Regions from separate parts of the Gossypium hirsutum genome. Here region 2 is linked to region 1. A link is a contact called in public Hi-C data. All regions are on one chromosome and are shown on one strand. Each heading gives the region's core, a stretch centred on a gene start, on an enhancer-like site or on the middle of the called end of the contact. The rest is flanking DNA. Distances are from core to core; before and after follow the strand shown.

Region 1 (5,169 bases), core at 1,788-4,287:
CGAGTCTAACTCATCGTTACGTCTTTCAAATACCCCAAGTGTTTCCTTCACGCCACCCATGGATTCCTCAAGATTAGTCACCCGACCTTCTAGAGCCGACAACATATCCCTCGATCTGCTATTTTTCCTAGACCTTTCACAGGCCTCCATCAGGACATTTTGCTCGTCTTCTCCTTTCGTCATCTCAACTGACACATTTAAACACTGAACTAATACCAATTTCCACGGGGTTAGATCTTTAGTTTTGCAAACCGTACGATCTTAGTCAATTTCTTGGGTTCAAATCCTACGTAAGTCAACCTACTCTCGAAAAATAAGAATTCTTGTAGAAATTCTTTAAGGCACTGAAGCAACGCAGAAGCAAACTCGAAAGACAAAAGAAACTATGAACGAACAAAAAGCCACAAAAAAATAGCGCACACCAAGTGTTTGAATAAATGCTCGTAATAGTATTCAATTACTATGAAGGATTGCAATTGAGTGAATACAAATGAGGGGGAAGACTTCTATTTATAGTTGAGCTCCCTCAAAACCGATGGTACAGGTTGAGTTACATCAATTAAGGGTGAGCGTTCGATCGAATCGAATCAAATCAAATGAAAATTTTTTTAGTTAATCGAGTTGACGAATCATATTTTATCATCCTAATTTGATTTAAAATTTTCTCAAATCGAGTCAAGTGAGATGGAATTCAAATCAAATCGAATCGAATCGAATATATTTGTTCGAGTTAAATTTTAAAAAATAAATTTGAGTCCTTGTAACAACTGTCACCTATCATAATAAAATTTGTGCACCTTAATAAAATTTTTTAACTTTCATCATCTCATAATTTAATTATTAATCTTTTATATACGGGTTAGCTTTTTTGCTTGATTAATTGTTTCAATTATCTTCAAATTCTTGTCACTATGTATTTTAGAATTAAAAAAAATATTAAATGTAAAAATGTGATTTTTTAATAAAAGTTATTTTAAATATAAAATGTGAAATTGATACCAATATAAAATTTTAGCACGAATATTTTATGGCATAATTAATAATCCAATTTTAATATAAATAGTCAATATGACTAAACACTTCAATAATATAAATAATATAAAATGTGAAATTTAATAATATAAATAGTATATATAAATAAAATTATTACTATTTATGTTTAGTGATTTTTTTGGATAATTTTGATTTTTTATTTGAAAGTAAAGGGTGAGAAGTAAAAGTTTAGGAGGAAAATAAAAAGTTTTGGGGAATAAAAGTTTGAGGGAAAGTAAATGGGGGGTAAAATTTTGGAGGGAAAATATTAAAAAAAAATTGGAGGGGTGATGGGTTTGGGGTAGATAGGAGGTGAGTTTGGAAGGGAGTAAAAGTTTTAGGGGGAAAGTGGGAGGGAGTAACAATTTTGGGGGAATATAAAAAGTTTTGAGGGTTTTTGGGAGTAAATTTTTGAGAAAAAGTAAATGGGAGAGTAAAATTTTGGTGAGAAATGGATTTTGGGTAGATTGGGGGTTGGGATGGGAGGGGAGTAAAAGTTTTAGGGGGAAAGTGGGAAGGAGTAAAAGTTTTGAGAGAAAAGTAAAAGGTTTGAGAGCTTGGGGTAAAAATGTAAAATATTATAGTTTGATATTCGAATTATTCGAGTTATTCGAATTTAAAAACTCAACTCGATTCGAACTCGAAATTCGAAAAAAATTCGAGTTGACCCGAATAATTCGATTAATTCGAATAACTCGATTCATTTAACTCGAAATTCGAATTTTTTTTCGATTTTTTCGAGTCGAATTGAATTTTGCTCACCCCTAACATCAATGGTCGAGATTAGAGCCAACATTTGTTGCGAATTCTCAATTATATGTGTCGCAAGTTTAGCTCAGACAAATAACCTGATGTGTAGTTATAAATGTTTAGCCTGGATGAATAACCTGATATGTATATGTTCAGCTCAGACAAGCAATTGGTGTAGTGTAGATACCTATGTATCCAAGTCCGTTTACTAGGTTTCATCGGGCGAATAAGTTCATATAAAAATGAAAAATTGAAATGGGATGAATTGAACTTGATAATCCAAATGGCAAGTTATTAAATAAATTGAGCAAGAAACATTGATTTAGGTAATGCCTTTGATAAGTATGTGAGTATATTATCCCTTGATTGAATAAGAATTGGAGATTGTTACCTAATGTGACATGAATTGGTATGTTAAGCACTTATGGTATCTTGTGATATTAATTTTTAACCAAATGCTTAAAATGTTAGCTTTTTCATTCGGGCTGAGCTTGGGCAAAATTTTAGGCCCATTTTCGGATCAAGCTGAACCCGAGCTTATAAAACTAGCTTAAAATTTTATTATAACTCAATCCAACCCATGATTACCTCAAGTTCGAAATCACCAAATCCAACTTCAAACTTTCATACTTCCAAACTTTCGATTTGGCTTTTTAACTACTTGATCATCTTACAAATTAGACAATAACTTCTTCTCACTGATCCTAAGCCTTTCACCAGTTAGTTTTTTGAAATGGCCTCTCTAAACCTACAACCATGAAACTTAATATGTTTTCTTTTTTCTTGTTTTATCCTGCAATGGTTATCCCTTGAGGATATCTAAATGTTTAAAGTTTTTGTACTTGTATTTTTCCTTGTAAAAGGAAAATGGAAAATTATTTCAAAATCTTGACATGACCTATCAGTATCTTTTTCTACAAAAGTGACATGAGGCATTATAATAACGATCCACATGTTAGGCATTAACGCCGTTAGACCCAAGTATCAGATTAGATTACAGAATAAAAGTACAGGGGCAAAGTGACCATTTAGAAACAGTAGGTATCACATTGAAAATTTTGGTAAAGTAAAGAGGGCAAAGTTGCCATTATCCCTGACCAAATTTTATGTTTTAACGGCCACGATTTTCCCCTCATTCTCAACTGGTACCCAAATCACGATTGACTCCACGTGTCGGATGGAAATTAAGGAGTCCATTAATTGAAAATCCTTCGGCAGTACAGTATATAATTTCTCTCTTTCCTATTTAAAGGCTGGGACGCTCTGAGTCGTTTTTTCAATGTATTCCGTACTACTCACTTTCACTTCAAAAAAATTAAAAAGGAAAAAAAATCGGTTGATTATCTCCGGTGAGTTCAAGCCGGGAAGTCTTACCGGCGATCTCTCCGGAAAAGGTATTAGCTTAGAGACTCGCTCATTTATTGTAATTTCTAGGCTTTTGTTTCACACCATTGCTTGCAAAAGACGGTTTAAGTTCTATGTAAAATTCAGAGAAAACTGAACAAAAGTTGGGTTTTTTAACCTTATTTTTATAAATACAAAGAAATGTTAATATTTCCTTTTTTTGAATCGAGTAATGCATGCAAAATTTGTGACTAAAGGTCTATTGATTTGATTAATTTGTCTTTTCAATTTCTGAAGGTGTTTTGGAGGGTGAAAGAAGCTTGGTTTTTGATTGAGTGAAGACGAGTCTGATTGTAAGGTTGGCGAGAAATGGTATGATCGCAACTCTTTTCGGAGCTCTTTTTATTGCATGCAAATGTTTTATTCGAGTTTCGTTGTTTTCTTGTTAATTTTTTTTAAAAAAAAAATTCTCCTTTTCATTCCTCATTTCATATTTGTTTGATTTCATAGTCTGTTTTGTTGTACTTTTCTAGATATTGTTTTGAATTTTTTTTAATGAATTAATGTGCTTACATGGAGTTTTTATTTTCTCACGAAGTTGAATGTTGTTAGTTGAATGGTACTTTGGTGCGCCAGAAATTTAAAAATGTGGATGGTTTGTGCTTTATATATACATAATTGCAAATATGATAGCTTCTATCGTGTTGGAGCTTTGAGAAATTTAAAATTTTATGTTTTAACAGTTATTGTGATGATGGTTTGTTTTAGACATATAACTGGTGATTTATACTTGGTTTCGTTAGGTTGGAATTTGAAGAATTAAAATGCATTAGTAAAAATAATCTGATTATCGCTTGCCTTTGAAATGCGGTTATGGTGATTAATCTTAGGTTCCTTTCTTTCACAGCTTTTAAGGCATTTAAATGTGTTTTAAGGATGCAGATATGTTGGTTAGTGTAAGGTTCCATTATTTAGTAGCTTTGAGGAATTTAAATGTTGTAATCAATGTTGCCGTGCTATGTGTGTAGCCCAAATATGGAGATATACTGATTTATGTTAGTTTTGTATGCAAAGTAATCAGAATGATTACTTTCTTAGTCAAGAATATAAGGTGCATTACGTGACGTTTGATTAGGTTCGAATTAAGGAATGTAAATACTTTAATAAAAGTAATGGTGACAATTATGTCTGTTAGACATACAAAAATGTTAATTTATGCTAGGTTCTCTGCTGCTGTCAGAAGTTCAAGGAATTTGAAAATCCTAATGAAAGCAAATGACTAAATTAGATGATCATGCACCTTAGATATGTACATGCTGATTTATTTTAGGTTTAATTATGCTGAAAATTGAGGGATTTTAATTATTAATGAATGCAATGCTGACGGTTATGTGCCTCGGGTAGGCAGACATGGTGATCCATGTCATATTCAAGCAATTTGGAGCTTTGGCATTAGCAATTTCCATGACTGATATGCTGATTTAAACCATTTGCATTTACCAGCTGTTGGTTTTTCTGTATATTCCCTTTGGTTATGCACTAGTTGATGGTCTGAGAGTCAATCGATTGTAGAAGTTGGGTAGAATCCGTCTAAAATATGCACTAGTTGATGGTCTGAGAGTCAATCGACCATATAAGTTGGGTAGAATCTGACTAAAACAGAAAGGACACATTTGCTTCAGAGAATATTAATTGAAAATATTCTTGTGGTTACTACTGTAGACTTTAACATTATCGAATATATATATTATAAGAAAAAATCTAATAGTTTTATGATTTAAAGTAAAATAAGTTCTCTAATAAACAAATGAAGGAGATCCAAATAAATCACTATTTTCTTTGTTACGTCAACTAATTTTTTCAGCTCACTTTTTCTTAAAATTTCAAGGTGAAAAGAGCTTTGTTTTTCTTTTGACTACATTAACTAATTGCACTGTGGTATGTTTGTCCATTATGCGTATTGTCTAGAAGGCTGAGTTGCACTTTGCTTAAAGTTTTGGACTTGCATGTTTGACCTAAAAGTATCCATCGTACGGTATGGAT
Region 2 (5,169 bases), core at 722-3,221, 660 kb after region 1:
ATCTAAAATTGAACGTCCAAGTAAAGAAGCACAAATCTATGAATGTTTATTTAGGTAAAAAAATTCCTGAAAAATGCAGGCACAAAAGATGAAAAGATATTATCTTTGCATATTGCATGTCAAATTAGTCTAAAACCTTCTGTCCAAAAATACCAAACCTTTTAAGGAAGCAGTTTTTGACTGATCTTAACAATGGAAATCGAGTCGTAGCAAAGTAAGGTCATAATAAATTGTGGAAAACATGAAAGCAAAAATAACCATGAAGAAATAAATCTATCAATTGAACCTCTTCAATTGCCAAGGTATGTTCCTCTAGGCGCAAATCATGTACTTTTGGAAGAGCACTAGCTGCACATTTTCTAACATAGACAGATGGATCTCTAGCACACTTGCCCACAGCCACCAGAACAAGAGGTGCAATAACATGAAGACGAATTCCAGCCATGGTGCGAAGTGCCCATGCTCTCACCAAGGGATTAGGGTCCCCCAAATCCTTCTGGAAACAATTAATTGACAACAATGCTTCGTTGGGACGCCTACAAAATTAAACACAGAAACATTAACAATAAGTTCAATGTACCTGCTTTAACACAAGAAATACAATCCAGGTCACTCATCACCTCTCCTTTGAGCCACTATTATTTTAAACTAATGAGTTTCCACCATCTCAAGCACTGCTTTTATTAAGAAAAAGAAAAGTTCTTCAAAATGAATTGTAATTAATTAAACTTGAAAAGTGCCTAAAAACCATGATCTAATAACTAATAACTACTCTTATCTAATAACTAATTAAACTTGATACCGTTTCTATCCAGTGCAATTAGAGATAGATTTCAAGCAAGCATGTTCTTTGTTCATACTAATATTCCCTCATTTACTAATATTGCTTCTTAACATATGGAAGCAACCATAGGAAAATAAAAAGAATATTGTAAGAGAAGTTTGCGAAACATACTTTTCAGCATAATGCAGTAGATACAAATAAACAAGTTTCTTTACTTCCAAAGATTGAGATGCCACGTTTTTAACAACCTGTAATTCAAGCAACCAGAGAGATGAAAAACATATGTACACCTCAATTAACAAACAAATATAAGATTTAAAAGTATCCATTACCAAACCCTGATTTCATATCATGAATGCAATTATGAACAGCTATCTGTATTTATCAACACTCCTAGACCCGATTCAACCATTTCTTAACTAATCAGAGTACAGCTATAAATAAAGATCCAATGAATTATAACTACAACACTCGATAGCTTAATTTTCTTTCTCAATTATCCTGTGATAAGTTCACTACACCTTCTATTAAACAATGATATTTAAACTTTCAAACACTTAAATTTATTTACACTTTCCAGAAACCTTATCAGCAGTCAAAAAGGTCCTCTGAATGAAATTACAAAATCCAGATCACTTCAATATTAAATTTTAAGTAATTTTTTCAGAGTTCATTCAATAAAAAGAAATAAAAAAATGAAAAACAAATTACCTGAGGGAAGTAATTGGAGACGTCGAAGCCTTGAGCGATGAGAGCGAGGAGTCGCTTGAGAGCCTCACACTTCTCCGAATCGAATTTACTATCTAAAAGCGGAGCTATGCTGACGTCATCCGGATCGTCGTAGAGGTGAGCATCGGTTCCGATCCGGAACACCATCGTCGACGCCTTGCTCAACGTCTCCGCAGTCGCTCCGAACTGTGGAAACATTTCCGATTAGTATTTCCTTTTTTCTTCTTTACACAAATTAAGAATTCATCAAAATTGAATTTGAAAAATTAATTTCAAGGGGGAAATTGAGAAGGCTTTGTGATCTCTTGATGTACAAAGCCTTCGACGGAGTGAGCAAGTGCGGAGCTGGATATGGGATGATTGGTTAGCAGGATAAAGTTGATCCCATAGAGGATTATGATGACATACAATTTTGGAAAGGAAGCCGAGAAAAGGGTTTTGAGTGTTTAGGTCCGTCGAGATTTACTACAGGTTAAATTCTGCTATTAATCCTTGTACTTTGAGAAAGTTGTGAATTTAGTTTATATATTTTAATTTGATCAATTTTAGTTCTTATACTTTTAGAATTAGTCAACTTTAGTTCTATACTTTTTGAATTTTAAAATTTTAATATTGACTCAAACACTAGAAATTGAATATGTTTTGTTAAACTCAATGACTAGTCTTGTACTATGCATATAGTTGTAGATTTAGTTTATATTTTCCAATTGGATCATTCTAAATTCTTATACTTTTCAAATTTTGAAATTTCAATCTTGATGTAATTACAATATTTAATCCATTAATTGGACTTTTAGTGATGAATATGTGGAACTAACAAGTTAACATGACATTACACATATGATGATATGTTTGCTACATCATATTTTGAGAATAGCATAACTTAATGAATTTAACCATTATCATTTGGTGAGGACTAAAATATTAAAATTTGAATAGTACAAGGACTAAAAATAATCAAATTAAAGTACAATGATTAAATCCACAACTTTCATAAAGTACAAGGACTAATAGTAGAATTTAAGCTTTATGATATAATAGGTCTTGATGAAAATCAATTTGATTATGCTACCATTTTAATAATTTATATTTTTATAATTTTTTAAAGAATTAAATCAAATGTTTATCAATAGGGGACAAAGTGTAATTTTACCATGTATTAACTTAAAACTTTATCAATTTTAAAGGGCTAAAATATAAATTTATCATTTTAGAGGGTCGGGGTCCCTACCAACCCCCTATCGTTGCCCTTGTTTATAACGATCATTGAAATAATGCAAAAACTTAATTCAGTTGGTTTCCATTAAGAAAATACTTAATTTAGTTGACTGTCTTGATTTAAACTAGTTCAATGGTTAAACTATCCACTCAAGTTAGAAAGTTCGTCCGAAATTAGAGAGGGTTTGGACAAAAATATTAACCTCAGAAAATAAGATTAAGCAAAAAAAGTAGACCTGTTTAAAATATGGGTCAAACTTGAGTTCAAATATTCAAGACTCGAGCCCAGTCTGCTTGAATCACTTTCTATATTATTTAGATTAAATATATAGTAATTTATAATGCTATAATGCAAACATTAAAAAAAGTTAAGTGGCTTAAACGAAAACATATAAATATATTGGATATTAAATTAAAAATAATAGGGTAAACTACACCAAATGTCACTAAATTATTAGTAAGTTTACGATTTGGTCACTCAATTTCAAAAAGTTACAAAATGATCATTTCACTATTTGAAAGGTTTTTTTTAAGTCACCATATTATTCAAAAGTTTTTATTTAAGTCACTAGTTGTTAAGTTTCTTTTTTAAGTTTGGTTAGTGAGCTCCAAGTGACGATTCGATGACCGGTACAATGGATCAGTATCCATTAACAAGTAGAAGAACATACCTTCAATTCAAGTTGATCCAGCAATTAGTGTCAAAGATCGAAGAAAAAAGCTGCTTGGAGTTTGGCTCGCAAACTGGTGGCATTCAAAGTTGTTTCTTGAAAAACAATAAATTGTAGAAGAGAAGAGAAAAAGAGCTTTCATTTGGTGCAGGCCGTGTGAACAAAAAGAGCCATATAGTAGCGATTTTAACAACTCAGTGACTTAAATGAAAACTTTCAAATAGTTTAGTGACCATTTTATAAATTTTTAAAGTTGAGCGACCAAAACATAAACTTACTAATAGTTTAGTGACCTTGGGTATAGTTTGGCCAAATAATATGATTTTTAAAAAATAAAAAATAACATAAGTGGATCTAAAATGGACCGATGTTAGCTGTTTATAAATATGAGTAGGCTTAAGTAAAAATTTGACCCATATTTTGAGTCATGCTAAACTTGAATAAGTATAAAATATATTAATATCATGTTTAAGCCCAAACTAATTCATAAACATCTTTATTAAATTAAAGTGGTGTTTTAATTATTATTTTTTAAAATGATATGAAGTGGTCAAAAGCCAAGATACTCATACATCAAAAACCAAAAGTCGAAATGAGATCCCCTTGTCCCTTTCCGAAAATCTGAAGAAAACCTCACAAAAAACCGAACTTTTAGGCAACCCACCCTTTATTCTACTTCCATTGTTATCTTTTTTCATCAGATCTATATCAGAGGGGTCCTTAATGGAGTACTTAGTAGAAAAGAAGCTGTCAAATTCTCGTAATTTTTATCTTCCAACTCATTTCCAACACCGGTCATAATCCTTCTATTTTCTTCGTGTTTTAAAAAAAGTCTGGAAAACGTAGCGGAAAATAAATTTAAGGAAAACTAGAGTTTTAAAAAATTTCCAAAAACAAGATTTTGGTTGTGATATCTAAAGTAATAAATACTTAATCAAAATTGTACCTCTTCAATTCGTCTAGGATGAGCGCTTCGATTGAGTAATCTTCTTCGCTATCCTTAAGCTAACGTCTACCGAGTGTGGGTTCACTTCGAATCAGAAAATTTTTACAAAAATTACTAGTGGGGTAATTTAGTAATTTCTCTAAAATTTTGGGTCAAGTTGTAAATCAAAAAAATATCTCTAGAAATTTTCTGGAATAATAATCTCTTCAGAGAATTTTCTCTACACAACTTTCTCTTAAATTCAAGTGTGTGTAAATAATGACCCAATGCTTTCTTTATATAGGGAGAATTTAGAGAATTCAACTATGATTAAATTTAAGGCTTGCTTAGCAGTGCTTAAACAAATACTTCTGGCTCTAAAAGCACTTTTGGAAAAAAATGCTTTGCTAAACAAGCTGCTTTTGGTTGAAATTTTTGGTTTTTAAAAGCACTTCTAAAAAGGAGAAGCTAAATTTTTTAACTTTTCCTCTCCCAAAAGCACTTTTGTTGCTTAATTACTTTTTCACCCCTCCAATAATATAGTATTTTCCTTCTTTTTTTTTCTTAGTGCTTAATTACAAATATATTAAAATTATTAATTAAAAATAAAAAAATATTTTTTAAAATAATACAAACGTGTTAATATCTAATTACAAATATTTAAAATATAGCTTATATATTGTAATTAAAATTTTTAAATAATTAATATTTATTGGTTAAAAATATTTAAAATTTATATTTCATATATTAAAATATTAACAAGTTTAATAATTTTTTTATATTCTTACTAAAATATAATAATATGAAATAATTAAAATATTATTTAAATGTATATTTGTTAC

The links. Hi-C and Micro-C count contacts between places; a contact is called where the count stands out from the background.
Region 2: a contact with region 1 is called in a Hi-C map of leaf, with 3 times the contacts expected there. The contact joins the promoter of LOC107897306 here to the promoter of LOC107960087 in region 1. A contact is called at or near these places in 2 of 34 Hi-C or Micro-C datasets (both in leaf).

Annotation. Positions count from the first base shown.
Region 1 is chrA05:40,777,351-40,782,519 of Gossypium_hirsutum_v2.1, forward strand. It overlaps LOC107960087, which reads left to right and starts at 3,038. Exons shown (of 6, transcript XM_016896297.2): 1 at 3,038-3,176; 2 at 3,424-3,498. The coding sequence starts at 3,496.
Region 2 is chrA05:41,442,679-41,447,847 of Gossypium_hirsutum_v2.1, forward strand. LOC107897306 (AP3-complex subunit beta-A) reads right to left here and starts at 1,972. Exons shown (of 11, transcript XM_016822720.2): 1 at 1,496-1,972; 2 at 956-1,032; 3 at 287-536. The coding sequence starts at 1,711.